Linked DNA regions of Bos taurus: region 1 is linked to region 2. A link is a contact called in public Hi-C data. All regions are on one chromosome and are shown on one strand. The core of a region is the stretch at or near the end of the contact, and the rest is flanking DNA. Distances in the headings are between cores, read along the strand shown.

Region 1 (5,740 bases), core at 1,829-4,328, 140 kb after region 2:
CCTCCAGTTTTCTCTGTCTATGCGATTTCCCAGGCAAGAATACTGGAATGGGTTGCCATTTCCTTCTCCAGGAGATTTTCCTGACGTAAGGATCAAACTTGCGTATCCTGCTTGGCAGGCAGATTCTTCACCACTGAGCCACCTGCCACACGGGAGGCTGGAGTTGGATTCCAGGCCCATGCAGCCATAGCGTCCCCTTTGGGCTTTCTGGGTAGCTCAGCCGGTAAAGAATCCACCCGTTATTCAGGAGACCCTGGTTCAGTTCCTGAATTGGGAAGTTCCCCAGCTACCCATCCCAGTGTTCTTGGGCTTCCTTGGTGGCTCAATCTGGGTTCGATTCCTGGGTTGCGAAGATCCCTTGGAGGAGGGTATGGGAACCCACTCCAGTATTCTTGCCTGGGGAATCCTCATGGATAGAAGAGCCTGGCAGGTTACAGTCCATGAGATCACAAAGAGTCGGACACGACTGAGAAACTAAGCATAACTGGGAAGCCCTGAAAGTAATTATAGCTAATATTTATGGAGTACATACTATGTTCCAGGAATTTTGCTTCATGTGTTATTTCATTTAATTCCCATAACAACCCTGTAGGCAGATACTATCACTGCTTCAATTTTACCATTGAAAACACCGAGGCCTTAAAGGAATGAAAATCGCTTGCCAGAGGACACAGGGCTAAGTGCAAGAGCTACAGTACTGGGACTTCCCTGGTGGCCCAGTGGTTAAGATTCTGTGCTTCCAATGCAGGGGCCCCAGGTTCAGCCCCTGGTCAGGGAACTAGATTCCACATGCCTCAACTAAGACCTCGTGTGACCAAATAAGCTTTTTTTTTTAAAGAAGCATAGTGTAAACTCAGAGACCAGATTCCATACTTCTAGTCATCATACTCAACTTCCTCAAATAAATAAAAGTTAAGAGTTCATTTTTGGAATCGAAGACTCAATCTTACTGTCTTATAGCCACACCTCCTTTATTTCTTATGCTTTGTACTAGAAACGTACACTTTGGTTCCGTTAGACACACCAAATGTCTATGACTGTATTACATAACTGCTCCCAGCACCTGCAACAACAGGATGAGGAAAATGTATACGCATTGGCGGGGAGTGGAAGCAGAAAGGAAGAGAGGCCAGAAAAAGACATCTGAGCCCGGTGGCCAGTCTTCTTTAAGTGAAAAACAAAAGGCCAAGGGAGATGCACTGGCAAGGGATTGTAGTTGAGGAACCTGAGTATCCTGTTCATTTGGAGATGCCCTAAGCAGAAGTTGTGGTAATGCTTTTTATATGCTTAAAGTCTATTTTTTTTTTATTAACAAGGGAAATATAATTCAACATTTCTTTTGGTTAGTGAGCCTTCAGGAGTCTTCCTTGGAAAAGCCTTCTTTGGCCTGGGCTATTTTTCTTCCTAATTGTCAGGATCCTTAAACTTTTCTACAGGATAATGAATAAGAAAGAGAAATATACATCCAGGGTCCCTTTCTCCTTCATAACTGGCCATAGCCTTTCTTCTCAGCTTTAAACAGGTATTTTCAAAGCTACCTCGATTGAATACTCCAATATGAATGCTCTACTTGACTAAATCTCTGGCACACTGACCTTCATACCCTTGAAAATTGGGTTTATTTTCCCAATGAAAAGGAAGAAGACAAAAGAAAATGTATTGACCTCCTTCCTATAGCATTCAGGAATTACACAAGCTGCTTTCATTTACTTACAATAGGCGATTATCATCTTTCCCATTTTAAACAAATAATTAGAGAAAAGATATTGATACTGACTGCCTATCCAATGTGGTGAGGACCAGGACTGAGATATGAACCCTTGTCTCTGGTCCCTGAAGACTGTAGCTATCCCCTACACGCACTGCTCTGGGGGCAATGACGATATCATATATAAATCATGCTGCTTTATTAGCATCAGCATTATAAATGTTAGTAATAACCAATATTTGTTGAAGGTTTACCAAACACCAGACAGTATGCTGAGAGTTTTCATGTTTCTCTCGTGAACTCCTAACAACAGCTTTGCAAAGCGTGGTTATCCTTTGCTTGCAGATGAAGTACGTGGTGTTTGGTAATGGAACCAAGTTAACACAGTAAGTGTTGGAGCCAGGCCTCAACCCCCTTTTTCTTTCTTAACAGTTATGGATTGTTGTGCGGAATATGGCCATCTGGCACTAACACCTGTTCACACCAGTACCAACACTGAATTGATTCCTGAGGCTCATGAAAGCATCGACAAGAAAATGAAACAGAAAACTCCCACGCTAATCTCCTGAACAGGGCAAGGTTTATTCAGATCCTAATCTCCTGCCCTCAGTCTGGAACATTCCCTCTCGGAGTTCTCTAAGTCAGTGGTTCCCAAATTTGAGTGTGCATCAGAGTCCCCGAATTTGTTGTTCAGTCACTAAGTCGTGTCCAACTCTTTGTGACCTCATGGACAGTAGCACACCAGACTTCTTTGTCCTTCACTATCTTCCAGAGCCTGCTCAAACTCATGTCCATGAGTCAGTGATGCCATCCAACCATCTCATCCTCTGCCAAACCCTTCTCCTTCTGCCCTTAATCTTTCCCAGCATCAGGTTCTTTTCCCCAGGAGGCCTTCTTACAACAGAGGTCCCTGGGATCCACTCCAGAGTTTCTGATTTAGGAGGTCTGGAGTAGGGCCTACAAATTGTCATTTCTGACAATCTCCAGACATGCTGATGTTGCTGGTTGGGACTATAGTTTGGGCATCATTGCTCTAGTCTAAATGAAGCTGGGCAGGTACACAGCATGTTTGCAGAATTTAATACGTAAACTGTTGTTAACATAAATTCTGGAAGTGATTTCATGAATACAGCTTCTTATTTTTAAATAAAGCTTGATGAGGAAGGGCTGTATAACATTCCCGTCATCAGGTGATGTAGAGGACAGGCTTGCTGCTCCCACCCAGGCTACTTCAGGAAAACAAAGTCACGTTATCACCAGCAGCAGGCAAATCTTTTATGCCACGAAGAGTTGTCCTTGGCAGTGCCTGGCCGTGTGTTGTCATGGAATCCACAGCCACCTCGCCATGCCCTGTTGCGGGACATGGCTGAGATCTAAGAACCAGGAAACCTTATCCACGAAAGCAATGTGTCCCTTGGCAACACATCACACTGGGGCGCTCCTCTGCTCTGGTTTCAAGTATCAGGTCAGAATTCCAGAGGGGTGTTGCCTCCCATCTGGTTGGCATAAATGTAGCTGTTGGCAATGCTTTATCTGTGATTCCTAGCCAGCAAGATAAAGTCATGCCAAACCCACATGGTATTCTTTGGTGATAAATTTCTTTTCTCCCAAGGTGTTACCTATGCAGAGGCACAGAATCAGAGAAAGTCAGGACTGGATGGGATCTCTGAGCTTATCTCATGAATGCAGAACTGTGGTTTTACCCATGGGAAATTGACCTGCAGAGAAATGATGGAGGCAAACTAGTGTGCATGCGTGCATGCTTAATCGTGTCCGACTCTTTGCAACCCCACAGACTGTAGCCCGCCAGGCTCCTCTGTCCATGGGATTCTCCAGGCAATAATACTGGAGCGCCTTTCTATTTCCTACTCCAGGAGCTCTTCCCCACCCAGGGACTGAACTCGAGTCTCCTGTATCTCCTGCATTGGCAGGCGAGTTCTTTACCACTGCACCACCTAAGGTTGAGCCAAAGGACTCCATCCGAAAGGGAATTCTCTAGATTAGCCGCACAGAGCCCTTTAAGGATATGTACCTGGGCACATTTTTTTAGGATCAAGCCAGGTGAAATGGGGACCAATTACAAAAGAATTTGTGGTCATCAGTGGGGTTCTTCCCCCATCATTTGTCCTCTTCTCAAGTTCTACCCCTTCCCTGACCTTGCCTGGGTTATCTGGAGAATCTGGAGTCAAGTCTGGAAAAATTACTTCATGGTACAGCCTAAGAGTCCAGTATTTATCCCAAAGCAATAAATCTTGATTCTCAGAATATTAGGAATGGTTGCTGCTCGCATGGAGCGAAGCTGAGAGGCTTTCTGAATATGGAAATAACAACCCACTCCAGTATTCTTGCCTGGAGAATCCCATGGACAGAGGAGCCTGGTGGGCCCCAGGGGTTGCAAAGAGTGGAGTGCTCTATATCCCTCCTTAGGCATGCAACTTACCTAAACTCTCTAAGTCCCAGCTTCATCTGTAGAAGGGGGAAAATAATATGCAACTTACTGTGTCATTTTTAGGATCAAAGGGTGTGATCTATGCTGAGTCTAGCACAGAAACTGGAATCCCAAGGGCCTTGGTCCCTTCTATTCCCTCTCCTATCCTTTCTTTCAAAACCCATTGTGTGCTAGTGTAATTGGGAAGAATAAATGTGACTCCACATTGGATCTGCTTCTTTTACTTTAAATTTTGTATTCTATTGCTTTTTCTTCTTTTCCCAGAGGAGGTGCAACATTTCTGGAGGTACTGCAATACCAGATTGATGCATGGAGTGGACAGAGAAAGCTATTGCTTTTGCTACAAGCTAATCACTGATGGGTTGTTGCCTAAGACTTAAAGTATATATAATGGCCCGTCTAGCGGAACCCTGCCTCCCCTGCCTGAGCATTAAGCTAAAATGCCTTTGTTTAGCTAACAAGAAACTTCTTGACCAGTGAAAGAAAGTGTTAGTTGTTCAGTCCTGTTCAACTCTTTGAGACCCCATGGACTGTAGCCTGCCAGCTTCTCTGTCATGGGATTTCCTAGGCAAGAATACTGGAGTGGGATGCCATTTCCTTCTCCAGGGGATCTTCCAACCCAAGGATTGAACACAGGTCTCCTACACTGCAGACAGATTCTTTACTATCTGAGACACCAGGGAAGCCCTTAGCCCACTTACAAATAGTTGCAGAAAAAAAGAAATGAACACATCTCCTGAAGTCTGATTGGAACCAGGAAATATTTACAACGTACCACCTTTTTTACGGTTTCCCTAGTAGCTCAGACAGTAAAGCATCTGACGCAATGCAGAACACCTGGGTTCGATCCCTGGGTTGAAAGATCCCCTGGAGAAGGAAATGGCAACCCACTCCAGTATTCTTGCCCGGAGAATCCCATGGACAGAGGAACCTGATGGGCTACAATCCATGGGGTCACAAAGCGTTGGACACGACTGATCGACTAGAGCGCGCACACACACACACACACACACACACCACCTTTTTCGCTTGACATCTTCATGTTCTCGTCTTGGCTCCTTAAAAGAAACTAGCATCCGAATCTGGGCTAGGTGGTGTTTCGGAACACTAGTCCACCGTCTTCATCTGCTGGCTTTCCAAATACAGTCTCCGTTGCCTACCCCAGCACTTCATTTCCGGATTTACTGACCTGTCATGGGACAAGCATGGTGCTTGGACGGGGTGACACAAAAGCAAGACCTGGCAGCCAGTGCAGGGCTGAAGAGCACATAGTAAGAGCACATTGATCTTTCTTGATAAATCTTTGAGGACTTAGCAAATCTTTGCTCTGAATGAAGTCACTATTTTATGTTTGTTTTGTTTTGTTTACTCTGCTCCTATGACCTTGGGTACAAAATGGAATCTGTGAAGAGTTGGGGTAATTTGTCCATGGAAGTTCACGTGTGACAAAACTGCAGAAAATCTGCCAACCCGTTTTCTCCCAAAGTAAACCGTGAATGTGAAAGTCCAGGAATATTCGCAATCAATTTGGCAACACGCATTTGAATTAACTCTGCATTTTCCTAAGTTAGGGCTTCCCCAGT
Region 2 (5,659 bases), core at 2,361-4,860:
GACCCTTCAGTCCATGGGATTTTCCAGGCGAGAGTACTGGAGTGGGGTGCCATTGCCTTCTCCGCACTTCAAAGCTAATAGCCCTGAAATGATGAGACACTCTTTTCATGGGTGTTCAAAAAACACAAAGCCCCTCCTTTATTTTGGACACTTGGGGAATCAGACTTCTGCTGGCCCGCGTCACTGACTTTCTCTAGGGGATGTAGAGCCCCATTTGACAGCACCTTCTCCTGCCACAAATAATACGTGTTCTTCCTACAGGCCACTTCTATGACCTCACTTGTTTCCTTTGTCTTCTAAAATGGTTGTGACTTGTGACTCAGAATAATGTCTTCTGCCACCTCTGTGCTTGCTGGTTGCTATAATCTTTCTCATCCCCACAAAACTTTATTTTTTAGTCTTTCAACCTCTGTGAAGTTCCCTACACGAACCACAAAGGGCTATGTCTTCCCACGGTGTTTCTTAATTTCTGGCCTTAGCAACTAGATCCTGAAATCCCCACGGACTTGTATTTACCTCTTTCTCCAAGTAAACAGCATGACTCGGACGGGAGGGTGGCAGATGCATGACTCATCCAGGAGAGGATGCGTTGCACTGCGCTCAGAATGTTATTCTGGGCTGAGACGACCTCTGTAGTTTGTATCCACTGCTCAGTGGTGGATGCTCTGACCTCATACCCTCTGAAGCATCAGTACAGACTCCATTGCAAGAAACTGACTTACCAGAAGGTCCCTTAATGCAAGAAGGTTTTGCCTGGTGGAACCGGCTTTATACACTGAGAGATTTCAGGGACGTGGGAAAGTAGTGGGCACTTTCCAGGTGAGGTAGGTGCCACATCTCACTTTGTGCCAACACTAGCATTCCCGTTCTTCCTTCCCTCGGAAATCTGCTGCCCAGAGCCCTGAAATCATTGTTGATTGAAAACCAGTGACCCCAGGGCCAAGCATGGCTCCTGTTGTAATTAACAGATTCATAGATCACTCTTTTTTACAATGTTGAATTCTGTTGCTTATTTCAGGGTATTCTTGGCAAAGAGCAGTGACTGAACTATGCCTCTTGGAGTTGAGCAGAAAACCAGCATGTACTGTACTTCTCCAATGTTTTGTTTGTACAGCTTTTCCGGAATGTGGATCCAGTACTCTGACTTGAAAGGAGGGAAGTACAGGCACACCTCGAGTGTGTGTGTGTGTGTGCACTGGAGGTGAGGGAACGTGCCTCCATTAATGAATGTTGGCAAAGAACCAGATCCCCATCCTGGGGAGCCCCACTGGAGGTTCCTGTCATTATAGAGGTCCCCTTCACAAAATTCAGGACAACAATTCCCAGAGGATCCCTGGGAAGGTCAGTGGAAGGTCAGCGTTTCTTATAGTTCTGTGATTTCGAACAGGAGAACCACAGCCTTCTGAATGCAATGCTTTCCCTGGCTGATCACATCAATACTGCCTAACCCTGTCTCAGTTTTCATGGATAGAACTCCAGAAACCAAATCAGTAAAGCCATTCTTTTCCTGATGTCTAAATCAAATTCAGTTGATCATCCAGCCTAACCTCTGGCTTTGTCTTCTCAGTACCAACTTCTGCCCAAAGTTGATCATCCCCTGGAGAATTTTGAGCTTTATAATCATTTCCTTCAGGGATTTTAAATAATGAACTCTTCAGTTGGGATAATGATGTGACAATTTGCTGGCAAATGTGGGCATAGATATATATGTCACTTGTGAGTATGTAGGAAAAGGGAAAAAAAAAGAGTTCGTTTCCTTGAAACGTGATTGGGATTTCTGTCTGTCCGATCTCTCCCTTCTCATAAAGAAAAGAGAGATAGAGGTAGAATTTAATTAAAAATAAAAGGAAGTGATTTTAAACAGTAAAACTATTAAAAGAAAACTCTTTCAAACCTCAGCGAATAAATGGTAATTGAGTCTCAGCCTCTTTGGTCCTTTCTTCCTGATGGTTGGACCTGTTAGAGCCATCCTTATGAAGACCACACTGCCCATATTTTCAGAGAAGTCCCACATTTTTTATTTCATTATGGCCCCAGGGTCAGACTGTGATTTGGAATATTTGGTTGCTGTAGCTACAGCACATGGTAAACTTTGCTATGGATGTGATTTTAATAAATATTTATATTATATTTTTATGAAATGCACACACACACACACACACACAGGTGAAACACACACAGCCACATAGTTCACAAACAATCTGCACCATCTGTTCATCAAGGTAAAGTGTCATTAGGAGCACAGACTAGCCAGCTGGAGAGCTTTTTCCAGAAGATTTCTAAGTAGTTAGAATAAATACCAATTAGACAGTAGAAAACTCTGAATGTATATTGGTCTGGGAACTTAGGAACTGGAAGAATTAACACAGAGAGACCTATACAGCACATCCAGGGCCTCTCAATCCATAGTAACTACAAAAATAATAATATACAACACTGTAAGATCATTCAAATCTTTTCTAGCATGCACAGAAAAGTACCTGGTTAAAGCTGTTAAATATAATTCATGACAGTTGGGAGGGTCTGTTTTCAGTGCAATATATCACATTTGGAAATGAATGGATAGACAAATATATATATTTTTGCTTATAAAAAGTGGAACAAACCAAAACCCAAGGCTGTTCTACTAAACTACTAATATTAAAAATGTAATCAGCAGGTGGTCAGCTGGGATCTAATCATCTAATCACACTTCCTCTGTCCATTCATTCCTCTTAGCTCCAACCTTAACACACAGTAACACGTATGTATGTGTTTAGCATCAGCAGAGTCATGTCTTCTGTGAAATTCTTGTAAATATCATCATTCACTTAAAAGCATCTTGATGATATAGTTTCCTCCCTATTTTTTCATTGCCTTTTTTTTTTTTTCCTTTTTTGATCTCTCTTAGCTAAGAAAACACCAGGAAAATATTGAACTTTCTCCATGGCTAATTTTCAGTTTTCATTTTGGAGTCATTTTTCAGTGTTGCAGTAAAAGTATTGGGTCATTAACATAGAAATCTTAACATGTCGTCCTTCCGTTATTCTCTATATTTTTTCCTTGTAGTTTCCTCCATCCCTCTCTTCTTTCTTTCTTCCTCTCTTCCATCCTTCCTTCCTAGAATTCACTGAAGAGTTTCCTAAGTCCTGGCCTTTTACTTATTATTTTAATCAAAGCTTATCTTTGGGCCCAGGGTGTGAAAAGGAAAAATGTCTCTGAAATTCTATTTTACAATATAGACAGAGAAGTTGGCTTGAGTTTCAATTAAATACTATACACATTTGGTATCACACAAGAGACAGGGGTGGGGCAGCAACATAAATGCAACAATTTCCTTTGGTCTGTCTTTACAAAAGAAAGCCTCTTCCCTCATAAAACAAAGTCTCTTCAGCATCTGCTCCCAGAGGCCTGCGGAAAAAACATGTTACCCACGGCTTGGAAAGGATCTCTTTTGCAGAGCACATCCACTGTTTCCCAAGAGGTCCCATGGGCTGGATTTTCCTGTCCTTAGTTGAGCAATGAATAAGCACTGGATGTGTTTTCCAGGGATGAACTGGTTGTTTCCGGGGTGGAAACATTGTATGTTCCTGAAAAACACAACAGCAGCTCAGCTGAAGGTCACCGCTTCATGATCACTGGGGTGTGAATCTCTGCTGCCCGCCCAGGGGGCGCTCTACTCCAGGAGCCAGCTAAGCCATGCCTGGAAATGAACCCATGCCTGCCCTCCTCCCCAGACCCAGAAGTCCTGGAGAACAAACCAAGCTGTTCTCAAGCATGCGTGGCAGCCGATAAGACAAGCACTAACTACTTCACATCACACCAGCAGCCAGATTTCTACAGAGGACAGGGAGATCTTGACACGGGCAGCCCTCTGCATGCTGCCTCATGCAACAGCCTAGGGGACATCCATATGGAGGAACATCCCTGGTCCCCTTGGGTTGGTGTGACTTGGGGAAGCTCTCAGGAGGGGTCTGAGCCGGGGAAAGGGAGGAAAGTAAAAAAAGAGGAAATTGCAGGGGAAGAAGAGGCAGGACCAGGAAAGCAGCAGGAGTCGGGATAACAACAGGGGTAGCAGGGAGAACGGCCCGGGAGCAACGGCACAGACTGATGCCAGCGTGGGGCAGGGGGAGGACAGAGCAGGCGAACAGTAGGGGCTGTGTGTTGGGCAGGGGAAGTGACACAGTGCCCACCCTACCATCAGATGGGCGGACTGCCACGGCTAACAGGGTTTCCATCATTGCCTGGGGGAGCCCTTGGGGCTGCTGACAACATAAACCAAAGTTACAGTGATTAGGGAGCCCTCGAATAGGCCACCTTGGATCAGCATGAATGACCCTGAAAGGCTGAGTGGCAGCGGCCGGGAGACTCGGGCCCTAGGACCTCGGGATCTGGGCCCCAGCTCTTGATCTGACTGGTTCAGAAACAGGGAACACACTTCACTGGCCTTACATAATGTGTAACTCAGATTCTGTGGAATCATTTCATAGAGTTTTCACTGTTCTCGCTTTAATGCAAATGCTAAACACCATCCGGGGCTTCCCAGGTGGCACTAATGACAAAGACCTGCCTGCCAATGCAGGAGACATAAGAGATACTGGTTTGATCCCTGGATCAGGAAGATCCCCTGCGGGAGGAAATGGCAACCCACTCCGGTATTCTTGCCTGGAGAATCCCATGGACAGAGGAGCCTGGTGAGCTACAGTCCATGCAGTCCCAAAGAGTTGGACACAGTGAAGCGACTTAGCACCACAAACACGATCCAGGGACAATGCCCGCCGAGGGGAAATGTTCTAACATATCCTGGATCTCGGATGATTTCACAACAGATCCAACAAAAAGTGAAGGTCCTCCAGTTTCATGAGTAAAACATCAAGCTGAAGCCCCAAATGCCAAGTTCTCCTGAGCTTTAATAAGTTAGGCATTCCCCAAATTCATTCTTATCCAGAGAGCCATAGTCTGGAAGGCTTTCGACACATTTCATACATTTCTTCGTTTGTGAGATCTGTTCAGTTTGGAGGAGCTGGAAGGAATTCTAGTGCCTGTTTTCCCTGGCAGGAGGTGAGGAGTTGGGGTGACATGGGACAGGAGTTTCAGCTTGCCAGAACAGCTGAGGCCCACTGCCCAAAGTCATTCACATCCTTCATCTTATGTCTAAAGGGAGAAAATGTTCATTGCACATATCCCTAATAGAATAGCTAACTCGGGTGACCCCTCATATGTATGCAAGGATTTAAAAATGCCCATGTGTAAAACAAGAACACTCCAAAAAAAGAAAAAAAAAAAAGAAATGAAACTCACAGCGTGGGATGCTATGGTAGGATCCTCCAATTATTTTCTTCACTGTACCAGAACCCAGAACTATGACCTGCCTACTCTTATATAACATGAATAGAACTTTGTGTTTGATTAGGATAGCAATTAACATACAGTTCCCATTTTTATGGTGGATATGGTTTTGATGTAGAGTTCTCTGCAGGCTGAAGGCAGTTGCCCTCTGTACCAACCTCCTGGTAGTTTGGGAAAATATAAGCAGTATTTAACCTCTGCTCCAAATAAGGCCACTGTGGGTCAATGTTATGAAGTAGACAGTTAGACACTAGGGGTGAGATTTACCCCCGGGGCAAATATGTTTAGGTCAACCCAGGAAACATCTAGAGGACGCTACGTACCTGTTTTA

The links. A called contact is a pair of places that touch in the nucleus more often than the background predicts.
Region 1: a Hi-C map of liver shows a contact between it and region 2, with 9 times the contacts expected there. The contact joins two enhancer-like sites. A contact is called at or near these places in 5 of 11 Hi-C or Micro-C datasets (blastocyst, liver, skeletal muscle and 1 more).

The regions. Positions count from the first base shown.
Region 1 is chr23:20,200,598-20,206,337 of ARS-UCD2.0, forward strand. No RefSeq gene overlaps it. Among named protein-coding and RNA genes, the nearest start is that of ADGRF1, 55 kb to the right of the region's middle. Within about 2 kb of position 3,079, at least 5 of the 102 cell types and tissues checked have an H3K27ac peak or open chromatin away from gene starts, as enhancers often do. A contact at or near this core is called in liver, where this site is marked.
Region 2 is chr23:20,059,246-20,064,904 of ARS-UCD2.0, forward strand. It overlaps ADGRF5 (adhesion G protein-coupled receptor F5), which reads right to left. Exons shown (of 21, transcript NM_001193243.1): 20 at 5,652-5,659; 21 at 2,307-3,569. The coding sequence ends at 3,490. Among named protein-coding and RNA genes, the nearest start is that of TRNAC-ACA, 32 kb to the left of the region's middle. Within about 2 kb of position 3,611, at least 9 of the 102 cell types and tissues checked have an H3K27ac peak or open chromatin away from gene starts, as enhancers often do. A contact at or near this core is called in liver, where this site is marked.